Linked DNA regions of Sorghum bicolor: region 1 is linked to region 2. The links are chromatin contacts, called in public HiCAR-type maps. All regions are on one chromosome and are shown on one strand. Each heading gives the region's core, a stretch centred on a gene start, on an enhancer-like site or on the middle of the called end of the contact. The rest is flanking DNA. Distances are from core to core; before and after follow the strand shown. Region 1 holds the start of LOC8079394 (zinc finger protein CONSTANS-LIKE 3). Region 2 holds the start of LOC8077202 (B-box zinc finger protein 32).

Evidence for each region. HiCAR-type assays count read pairs that join an accessible place to other places.
Region 1: a contact with region 2 is called in a HiCAR-type map of leaf, with 5 times the contacts expected there. The contact joins the promoter of LOC8079394 here to the promoter of LOC8077202 in region 2. A contact is called at or near these places in 1 of 4 Hi-C or Micro-C datasets (leaf mesophyll) and 1 of 1 datasets of contacts at active chromatin or transcription factors (leaf).

The regions. Positions count from the first base shown.
Region 1 is chr4:5,080,542-5,085,695 of Sorghum_bicolor_NCBIv3, forward strand. LOC8079394 (zinc finger protein CONSTANS-LIKE 3) reads left to right here and starts at 2,987. Exons shown (of 3, transcript XM_021458162.1): 1 at 2,987-3,818; 2 at 3,907-4,044; 3 at 4,186-4,935. The coding sequence starts at 3,168. The coding sequence ends at 4,569.
Region 2 is chr4:4,867,454-4,872,481 of Sorghum_bicolor_NCBIv3, forward strand. LOC8077202 (B-box zinc finger protein 32) reads right to left here and starts at 2,808. Exons shown (of 2, transcript XM_002453337.2): 1 at 1,878-2,808; 2 at 1,269-1,875. The coding sequence starts at 2,250. The coding sequence ends at 1,577.

The sequences.
Region 1 (5,154 bases), core at 1,737-4,236, 210 kb after region 2:
CTCACGGGCACGGCACACGGCTTGCTTGGATTGGACAGGATGATATGATCATCACAGGAGCTGACACAAGGTGGCGGCGGCTGAGGTGGGCCCACCCGCCGCCTAGGGGAGACAGGGAGTTGGGGTTGGCGGTACGGGCCAATCGTAGCGCGCGCGTCAACCTGCCCGCTCCGGGCCCACCCTCCCCGGCCAGCCCATGCTCGAGCTCGATACGCGCACCGGCACCGCCCTGCTGATGGATGGGCGTCCTCCAATCCGTGACATCCTGAGACCACGCCACTGAGACCTTGTTTACATCTAAAATCTTTTCAGATTTTGATACTGTAGTAAATTCGTTTTTATTTGAAAACATTGTCTAATCATAGAGTAACTATGCTTAAAAGATTTGTATCATGATTTATAGATAAACTGTACAATTAGTTATCTTTTTTATTTATATTTAATGTTATATGCAAGTGTCGCAAGATTCGATGTGACGAAGAATCTTGTAAAGTTTTGGGTTTTTCTAAACAAGACCTGAGTAATGAACGCTCATAACTTCGAAAAGATGTATAGGGAGCTCAAGTTGAAGTGTTGAAAGAGACATGCACGATCTGCTACCCTCCCGACTTTTCTTCACAAATCTAAAGCCATGTTTTCAAAGTAGTAGTATAAACCTAAAACGATCCGGGTTCCATATTATAAAAATGGCTTAGCTCCAGAAGCATCGGAGACGGAGATAAATCTATCTCGCCAGCTAATGGCACGATCTCCAGCGGAGATGCTCGCAGAAGCGGTAACCAAAAGCCAGCAAGCAGCAGCGGAGGGACACCGGAGCAGCATGCTGGATTCGGCAAAGCGCGCGCGCGGCACGGGCACATGCGTGCTGAGCCTGCCGCCCGCCGCACCGGATCGCGGCCGCGCTGTCCCTGTCCGTCCACGGGATATGACGGCATCCAGTTCGTCATCACCCGCCGCGCCCAAATGACCCGTCTGCCCCTCCCGTGCACGTCTCCCTCTCCCCCTGCCCCTGCCCGCCGCCCTCGCGCGGTGGTTGCCTTCGGCGGCAGGTCACGCGACGCGATCGTCCAGGCCAGGCCAGCGCGCCGGGCGGCGAGACGCGACGGGCCGGCGTCCGCGTCGTCGATCGATTTGCATGCGTGCTCGCACTCGACCGCGCGTCAAAACGCGGGCAGACCCGCGCCGGCCGTGGGCCGCGGAAAACGCCGCCGCCGATCGAGTGGAGTACACGCGCGGGACCCGGCCTGTGTCGAGCGCACGGCCAGCGTGAGCGCGCCAAAGTTGCGGTGGATTTGCCGGGCGGCCGGGGCCCTCGGCCTGGCGCATCAAATCCGTTGGTGTTTCCGAGGGAGATTTTCCTCTGGAAAGACGAGTTTTGGACGGTTTGTCTTTCCTGCATCACACTGATGACTGTTTTCTGTTCACGTACGGTAGGATACACTAAAAAACCCAAATTTTCTAAACAAGGCCTTGATCCACGAAGATCTTGTTTAGTTTGCAAAAAATTTTAAGATTCTCTGTCACATTGAATCTTTAGTCTATAGAGTATTAAATATAAACGAAAATAAAAATTAATTGCATAGTTTGCCTGTAATTTACGAGATGAGTCTTTTGAACCTAGTTAGTCCGTAATTGTATCCAATACAAACGAAAACGCTGACCTAAAATGTCCAAGCCGGGGCTACTCTACAGTCTACACCTACACGCGATCGCGGGCGATTCTTGACGTGTATTTGTGCAAACCGAAACAGTTAATAAGACTGTTCTAGAAAATTCGTGAGGGTGGATAATTCTCACTTGACGATATGAGAAACTTCTAGTGCAAAAAATAGTATGGTAGGTCAAGAGCGAGCGCTATCGCCTGTCGTCGTCGTCGTCGGCAGCAGTATATACGGCATTGAAATCTACGGGGTAGATATACGTCAGAGCAATTAAACACATGGACTCCCCGAGTAGCCCGGCTCGATCTTGCACCGAGGCCATTTGCGACATTTCGCTTGCGCGCGGCACGTCGTCGCAGCCTCGCCCTCGCGGATCCCAGCTAGTGCCGACTGGTCTCCGGAGTGGGAAGGCAAAGCCAGCTAGACTGACGTGGACTGGCAGCGATGGTGTCACATGTCAATGATGAAGATATGTGGTCGTTAATTACTCACAAGCACATCCATTAATGCTACTTTTCAACTACTCATACGAGTATAATTACAGTACTCAGTACTCTTGACTGTCAACGCGGGCGGTGGCTGGCGGCCAAAACGACGACGTCAAACCGCGCACCATAAAGCTAACCCTTGTCTCTTAGCACCTTGTTGAGGTTAACCGCGCGGTGAGGTTGACGCTAACGCGTCGTCTGAGTTGCCGCTTTGCTACGTCATCTAGTAATATCTTCTCCGTGCTTGATCTAGCTTATCGACTACATACTCACGCAAATTACCTTGGTCATCAGTTTAGTTAATTAGCCTGTGACTTGTGTCATAAGCTTAAGCTAGGCTTTGTCGTGCCGGAAAAAGGCAGGCTAGCTAAACCGTTTTGTCTAAGCGTGAAGTTTAAATATTCTAGTATATACAAAGTGTGATCCCGCTGATGATCTAGCATGTACACGCGGCGATAAGCTGCAGGGATGCTATGATTAAATAGCGTGATCCGTACAGAGATTATTCGAAACCCTTGCTGTCTAAAGTCTAGTCTAATGACCTAATCACTGGCGGCCAAGACCAGTGATCGCCATGCTAACCCAGCAGCAGCTCCTCTAAGACGATTGCTCGAGCGGGGCCCACGCCTCCCATGACCCGGTATCAGCACGTGGGCCTCCACCACCCAAAAATCCACGAGATCACCATTTCGCGTACTATTTTCGCTTGGCCCGCGGCGGCCCACGTGTCCCCAAGCCCACGTCACCGTCGCCGCCCTGCCCCACCTACCCGTACCCATCGCCCCAACAAGCGCGCCCACCCGCGACAGAGACGAACGCGGGCGCGGCTGCTGCCTGCTTCAACCTTCATCACCCTATAAAGCAAGGAATAGTCGCAGCTTGCTCCAGCTTCGCAAGCTTCCCTTCCCTGCTAATTGATCCTGCCATTAGTAGCAAGTGCCATCGTCGCGGCTGCCGGTTGAGAGAGAGAGAGAGAGCGATCGATCGAGGAGAGATCACGTACGTGTACGCGCGTTCGATGGAGGCCCTGGTGGCGGGGAGGTACTGGGGTGTCGGGGGACGGCGGTGCGAGGCGTGCGGGGGCTCGCCGGCGGCGGTGCACTGCCGGACGTGCCCGGGCGGCGGGGCGTACCTGTGCGCGGGGTGCGACGCGGGCCACGCGCGGGCCGGGCACGAGAGGGTGTGGGTGTGCGAGGTGTGCGAGCGCGCGCCGGCCGCCGTCACGTGCCGCGCCGACGCGGCCGCGCTCTGCGCCGCGTGCGACGCCGACATCCACGACGCGAACCCGCTGGCGCGCCGCCACGAGCGCGTGCCCGTGCAGCCCATCGGCGCGGCCGCGGCCGCGCCCGCCGCGGAGACGCTGCTGTTCGGCGCCGCCGCGGAAGAGAATCAGGACGACGACGACGGCGCCGCCGCGGCGGCTAAGGTCGTCGGCGTCGACGCCGGTAAGCTGGCGGACTTCCTGTTCGCGGACGTCATGGACCCGTTCTTCGGCCAAGACTTCACTGGTGGCACCAGGTTCCCGCACGCCGACAGCGTTGTGCCTAACAAGGGATCCTGCGGCGGCGGCGGCGCTGTGGACCTTGACTTTGGTGGTGGCGTCGCCGCCGCAGCCGTCGCTGCCAAGCCGTCCTACAGCTCCTACACCGCGGCGTCGCTCGGCCACAGCGTAAGTGTGCTTATTAGTAGCAGTACGCGTGATCGTTTGCTAGTTACGGTATCTAATCTTCGTTTGGACTTTGGTTTTGGTCGAGCAGGGCTCGTCGTCGGAGGTCGGCCTGGTCCCAGACGCGATGTGCGGCCGCGGCGGGAGCGTGACCGGCGGCGTCATCGAGCTCGACTTCGCGCAGTCCAAGGCCGCCTACCTGCCTTACGCTGCAACTCCGACCCACAGTGTAAGACCATGTGCTCTGCGCTCCCAGCTATAATACTTTCCTAGGCAAGACGAAGAGATCGAGCACGTGCAAAATTGCTATAGCTAGGAGGATCGTTTGATGGATCATGCACCGATCTGACCTTGGTTTTGGTATGTCCAGATGTCATCTTTGGACGTGGGTGCGGTGCCGGAACGCGGTGACGGGGTCATGGCGGGCAGGGTCGCGACGCCGCCGGCGGCGGCGGCCGCGGAGAGCAGGGAGGCGCGGCTGATGCGGTACCGCGAGAAGCGGAAGAACCGGCGGTTCGAGAAGACGATCCGCTACGCGTCCCGGAAGGCCTACGCGGAGTCGCGGCCGCGCATCAAGGGCCGCTTCGCGAAGCGCGCGGACGACAACGACGCCGACGCCGACGCCGACTTCGACTTCGACGCGGGTGCCGCGGCGGCGACGGCGCCGGCGCGGTCGCGGTCGCAGCAGCAGCAGCCATCGTACCCCTATGTGCTCGACTTCGCCGCCGGCTACGGCGTCGTGCCCACATTCTGACGACGCGTACCGTGTAATTATTGCTGCTGCGTCGCGTGCCCATGTTTTTGAGCCGGCCGATGCTTGGATTAGGCCGGCGTGACGCGCGCACACGAATCCGGCGTGCGTGCCATGCTGCATGCGCGCGTGCGTGTTTGCTAGAGCGGCAGGCGAGCTCTAGTTGGTGGTTGCGGCATGCCGTTTTGAGCTAGCCATGGGTAAAATTAGCAGGCTAGTGTGTACTGCTACTACGTGTTTGCTGGAGCGACCAGTTCTAGTAGTACGCGTTGTACTACTTGTGTAATTTTAGATCAGGAAGATGCTTAGCATCTGACGGTCTATTTCAATGATGATCGATGTAGTATTATGCTATATTTGGCAAGGCCACGATCTATTGCAAAGTTGCGTGCATGTGCTATACTCCTACTTTGGAGTATCGAAGCTCCTACGGCAGATTGAGGCCCTAGCAGCTGGCACGCAGTTCAACCTATGACCCTAGCTTTCCTTCAATCGAAATGGTTGCGCACGTATCGGTTTATGTATTACTCTTATATATATACCATAATAAGACAGGCCGTGAGCGTCCATCCTACATATGAAATTTGT
Region 2 (5,028 bases), core at 1,558-4,057:
AATTTTAGGGTGTTACATATGAGTATAGAATATATTTTTATAATAAATTTATTTAAAGATATAAATGTTAACATTATTTGCTATAACTTGATCAAACTCGAGATTGTTTGACCGGCACGATTCTCATAATTACATTCTTTCATAGATGGAGACAGTATAATATACCTGAGCTTCTAATCAATCTCAAATAAAAAAATGTCATCAACTAAGTTTCTTTAGAATTCATCGATTTCTATAACACTTGTGTTCATTTAAAATAATAGTTGTATTTATTCTACGACTATCTTGTCCTACTCCTATGTTGCCAACCAAAAAGGAGTCTGTAGCCTGTACTTTTTACCGGACTCTAGTCAGCGGGAATTCAATACCGCCGACCGAACCGACGACAAAAGAGTTACAGAAAATTTTTTTTACTTGTAGACATTTATTCTTGTAATAATAATAAAAAAACAATGAGGCCAAACATGCTACGTGGGCTGAAGATACACGCTAACGGGCCACGTAAATGAACTTGATAGCTGGGCTGAGGATGCACGCTAACGGGCTTTGACGGTTGGCGTGGCTCGAGGGACGCTCGAGCGGTGGAGCCTCTGTGACTGGGGCGGCGGGACTGGACAGAGCGAAGCGAGTCCCGTCCCCCGCCGCGCTTCGCTCATTCGCTGGCCGTCTGCCTCTGCCGCACGCTCGCGCACGGGAACTCGGTCGGTTGGTCGGTCTGGCCACTGGCCAGTGGCCACGCACGCGCACGCGGCACGCGATGGCGAGTCGTCGACGCGTTCGCCGTGTCGAGTCGAGTCGTGTGGCAGTGCAGAGCGCGCCTGCGGGCTCCCCCGACCACCGGTGCACCGTGCGCCGACGCGGTCCGAGCGGGTGGTTCCACACGCTACCGCCCTGAGCACGCACACGCGTTCTTCATCAGAAGGATCGGAGATACGTGGCCGTACCTTCCTGCTGCACTGCACTGCTCCACTTTACGTTGGTTTCACACGATTCCACGAGGCCGTGTACCACGGTTCAATTCAACCGTGCCTATGAAATTCCAAGGTCCACGCCGCAACCACTACCGAAACGAGCGGCCAGGGGAGAGAACGAAGGCTGGACGGTCGGTGAGAACTCCTGGGTGACAGCGACCCTTAAAAATCATGGTTGAGAGAGCATCCAGAACACCTTCTTGCCGTCGAAGCTAGCACACACGGTCCACATGTGGGTTTAAGTCCCAATTAACAACGTTGATGTGTACGCATTAGGCACACAATTAGCAAAAGAAAATATCCAGCCAATGGCCCCAATGCCTTGGCCTTGGCCCCCACCACAGCATCATCCCAGACCACATGAGTGTGTTTGTGTGTGTAATCAAATCAAATCGGCTTTTGTTAATCGCACGAGAGGCAGCCAACCACACGATCCCCTCGCTCGTACATTCTCCTATTAATTAATTAATCAGTTATAATAATTAGCGAGGAAAAGAACAAACAAACGTCGCCCACATGCTGTTGCTACATTTTCTTGGTTGGGCTCGGTACAGTGCAGCTGCAGCAGCGGATGAGCAGTGGGCCCGGCTGGATCAGAAAGGAACTCAGGAGCACTCGGCCCATCCCTCCTCCTGGTCCTGGTCCTGGCCGTCCGCGTCCGCCGCGGGGCCGGCGGCCGGGCGGCTCCCCGCGCGCGCCATCCACGACGCGACGGTGAGCACCAGCCTCGCCGGCACGTGCGCGGCGGCCTCCAGGCGGCGGAGTAGCGCGGCGGCGTCGCCTCCATTGACGCGGCACCCGGCGGGGGCGACCTCGGACCAGAGCGCGGCGGCCATCGCGACGCGGAGCGGGACGCGGGCGGCGGCCACGCCCCGGCCCAGCGCGCGGAGCGCGGCGGCGGCGCCGCGAGCCCCATCCGCTTAGCCCACCCTTCCAGCACCGCCTCCGCGGCCGCGCGCGGCCGCCGTCGCGCCGGAGCCCTCCCCGCCAACGGCGCAGCGGCGGTTGACTCCGCGGAGTCGGCCGTGGACACGCAGGAGCTGCTGGACGCGGACGACGCCGCCCCGGAGTCGGCGGCGGAAGGGGGGCGCGGCAGGCGGCGCCTCAGGTGCCTGGACGCCAGGAAGTTGGCGCCGTGCACCTTGGCGTCGCAGCGCAGGCAGAGGAACGCCGAGTCCGCCGCGCAGTGCACGGCCGCCGCGCCCCCGCAGAGCTCGCACCGCGTGCCGGTGCCGGTGCCGCGCTTCCCGCCCGCCGCCGCGTCACTAGCAACACCCATTCCCAATGGATGTCTTCTCGCTTCCTGCCTGACTGCCTCGTCGATCGGCGGACTCCGGAGCCTTGGTGTACGTCGCCTCGTCGTAGTCGCCCAAGCAAGCAAGACCTCCGGCCTCCGCGACGCGGAGCTGGTGGTGTTCAGTGGATGGATGAATGGATCGGCTCCCTCGATGGCTCCCTCCAGGTCTCGGGATCACCGGGCGCCACGCGGCGGGCTTTTATATACAAGTCTCCGCGGGAGCGCGAGGCGTGTCGTCGTGCTTCGGCGAAACCGGCCGGTGCAAGTGGGGAGTCGGCGCTGGAAACCGTGGGCGCGCGCGCGCTGGCTCGCTGGGGGAGGAGGAGGCTTCTTCGGCGGGGTTGTTTTGTTTGGAGGCTTTGGGCTGGGCGTATGGCCGGCATTTAAAGGGGCCCCGCCCGCGGCCGAGCCACCACCGGCTGGTAGTGGCCGATGGCTACTGACCGTGGGCTGGTCGTGCTCACTCGCCGGCCACCACACATACTCCTTGCTCTTGTTCAGTTGAAAAAGACAATTATAAAATAAACACTATATTATTTTTATTTATATTTTATAAATATTATTTAATTATAAACTAACTATATTTAAAAGATTTATCTTATAAATTAAGATAAATTATATAATTAATTATTTTTTATATATTGTAGGATTTTATATGACGAGAAATTTTTAAAAAATCTTTTGCAAAATTCTTAGGAGACCGTAGCCAGCAAGCAAGCAAAAGGAGACGCGATTGGACTTTTCCCAAAGACTCGCTCGCTCCTCTTCGCAATTCGCATCGTTGGTGCGGTGAAAGCTGGAGAGGGACTGGGGAAAAAAAAGGAATGTGGTGGCGCCAGCGCCAGGTGCGGTTGATTCTGGGCGTGTCGGGAATGTAGTGCAGCCACCTGGTAGTAGTAGTAGGAGGGTAAAAGAGGGAAGAAGTTGTTGAACGTTTCTTCCTCTCTTTTTTTTCGCTCTGTGGTCTCAGTTTGGGGACGTGCAGGTCGTGTTCACCGGCCGTGCGCGGTACGATATTTCGTCAGCGAATAAAACGGGCGCGCGGAAAAGGCTCGGTTTTGTTTGACTTGTATTGTAGTACTGGCTACGGAGTACGCGCCTGCTGAGATTTTTTTTTTTCTCTCCCATTGTTTACTGTCGTATACTAAGTCGTACCCGTATCTGCAAGTGCGGGAAGTAATTTGTTTGGTACAACAGCCGAATCTTGTATTGTATGCACAGGATATATAATAATAAAGCAGCCGGATTTTTTTTTTCAACAGAAAACGTCCCCAGTCTCAAAGCACGACAACTGTCAACAAAAACGTTGTCTGCCACTGTAACTACGTCGTCGTTAAATCCTGTAATATTTGCTCACTGTAAGTAAGTATTTTTAGCTATAGAAGTATTTTCTATAGTTGTCCAAGCACTATGGACATGTTTAATTAGTTCATCGCCTCTCAGGCATATACCTGCCAGGCATGCGATTAAAATTAACGTTTCTCAAGCGTTGTCTGGGCTAGAAACTGTAAATTAAGTGTCAACAATGGGCACAAAGTCTCTATCTACGTAATGGCTAACGCGGTAACACCAAAAAAAAAAGAAGATATCACTAATGATAAGCTCCCACTTCATATACAAAAACTCTAAGTCCGCCTACATGTGCTTCGAAAGTTTGTGCTCGTAGTTAATTAACCACGTGACTAATAAACATCACGCTGCAATTAAGCTATGCAGGCAGCTGCTGCTTCTCTAGCTTATCTCCAACTTGGTTCTCCGTTATCCTTCGATCTAGAGAAAAGAAATTCAGAAATTGCCACTTGCGATATATCGATGTATCGGCGACCAAACTAAAACCGGCAATAGCTCATGGATCAGGTATACTTTTCACATGGCACTTGGACTCAAAATTTTTAGTATAATGGACGTTGTAGCACTTGTAATAAATAATTATAGACTAATTAGGTTTAAAAAATTTATCTTGTACATTACAGGCAAACCGTGTAATTAGTTATTTTGTTTATCTATATTCAATGTTATATATATATATATATATATATATATATATATATATATATATATATATATATATATATATATATATATATATATATATCGTAAGATTTGATGTGATGGAGAATCTGAAAATTTTTGTAATTTTTCTTTTAACTAAACAAAGCCAATAATGTTAATATATGTATTCTGTCACTTTGTGGCCTCTTGTGGTTGAAGTGACGTGTGGAATATAAGCGGCCCGTCGTTGAATTGAACGGTGGGAGATTAAACAAACCATATTTAACGCATGGCATAGTCAGGCGGCAAATAAACAGGAGCCGTTGGTTGGGGAGGAGGCAGCGATCGTAGAGCGATCCCTGTCCACAAAACCTCGTCCGTCTCGAAGGCCCCATGCCATGCCTCGCGGCCCCTCTGTTCTGGAATGCCGGCCAGCTGGGACCCCTCCCTTTTTTCTTTTTCTAAAACCTATCTCGTTGCCCGTTTGGTGGAATCAATCTCCTCCAATTCCGATCTCCTGTAGCCTAGCCTGAATTATTGCTTAGAAAACGTTATCTGGCCGTGAGTTCATCATGCTAGCTAGCTAATTTCTAATCTCCTTTTTTTAATTAGATAATAGTAGCAAGCTAATCTCTAATCTCCTTCTCATCATGATCGTACTTTTCGACCTGACATGACTGGATTTATTAATCTGGATAATCGTCTCTTTCTATTTGAGGACGCGATGAATCGATCCACTAGATATTTGCAGAACTTGCAAAGGCAGCA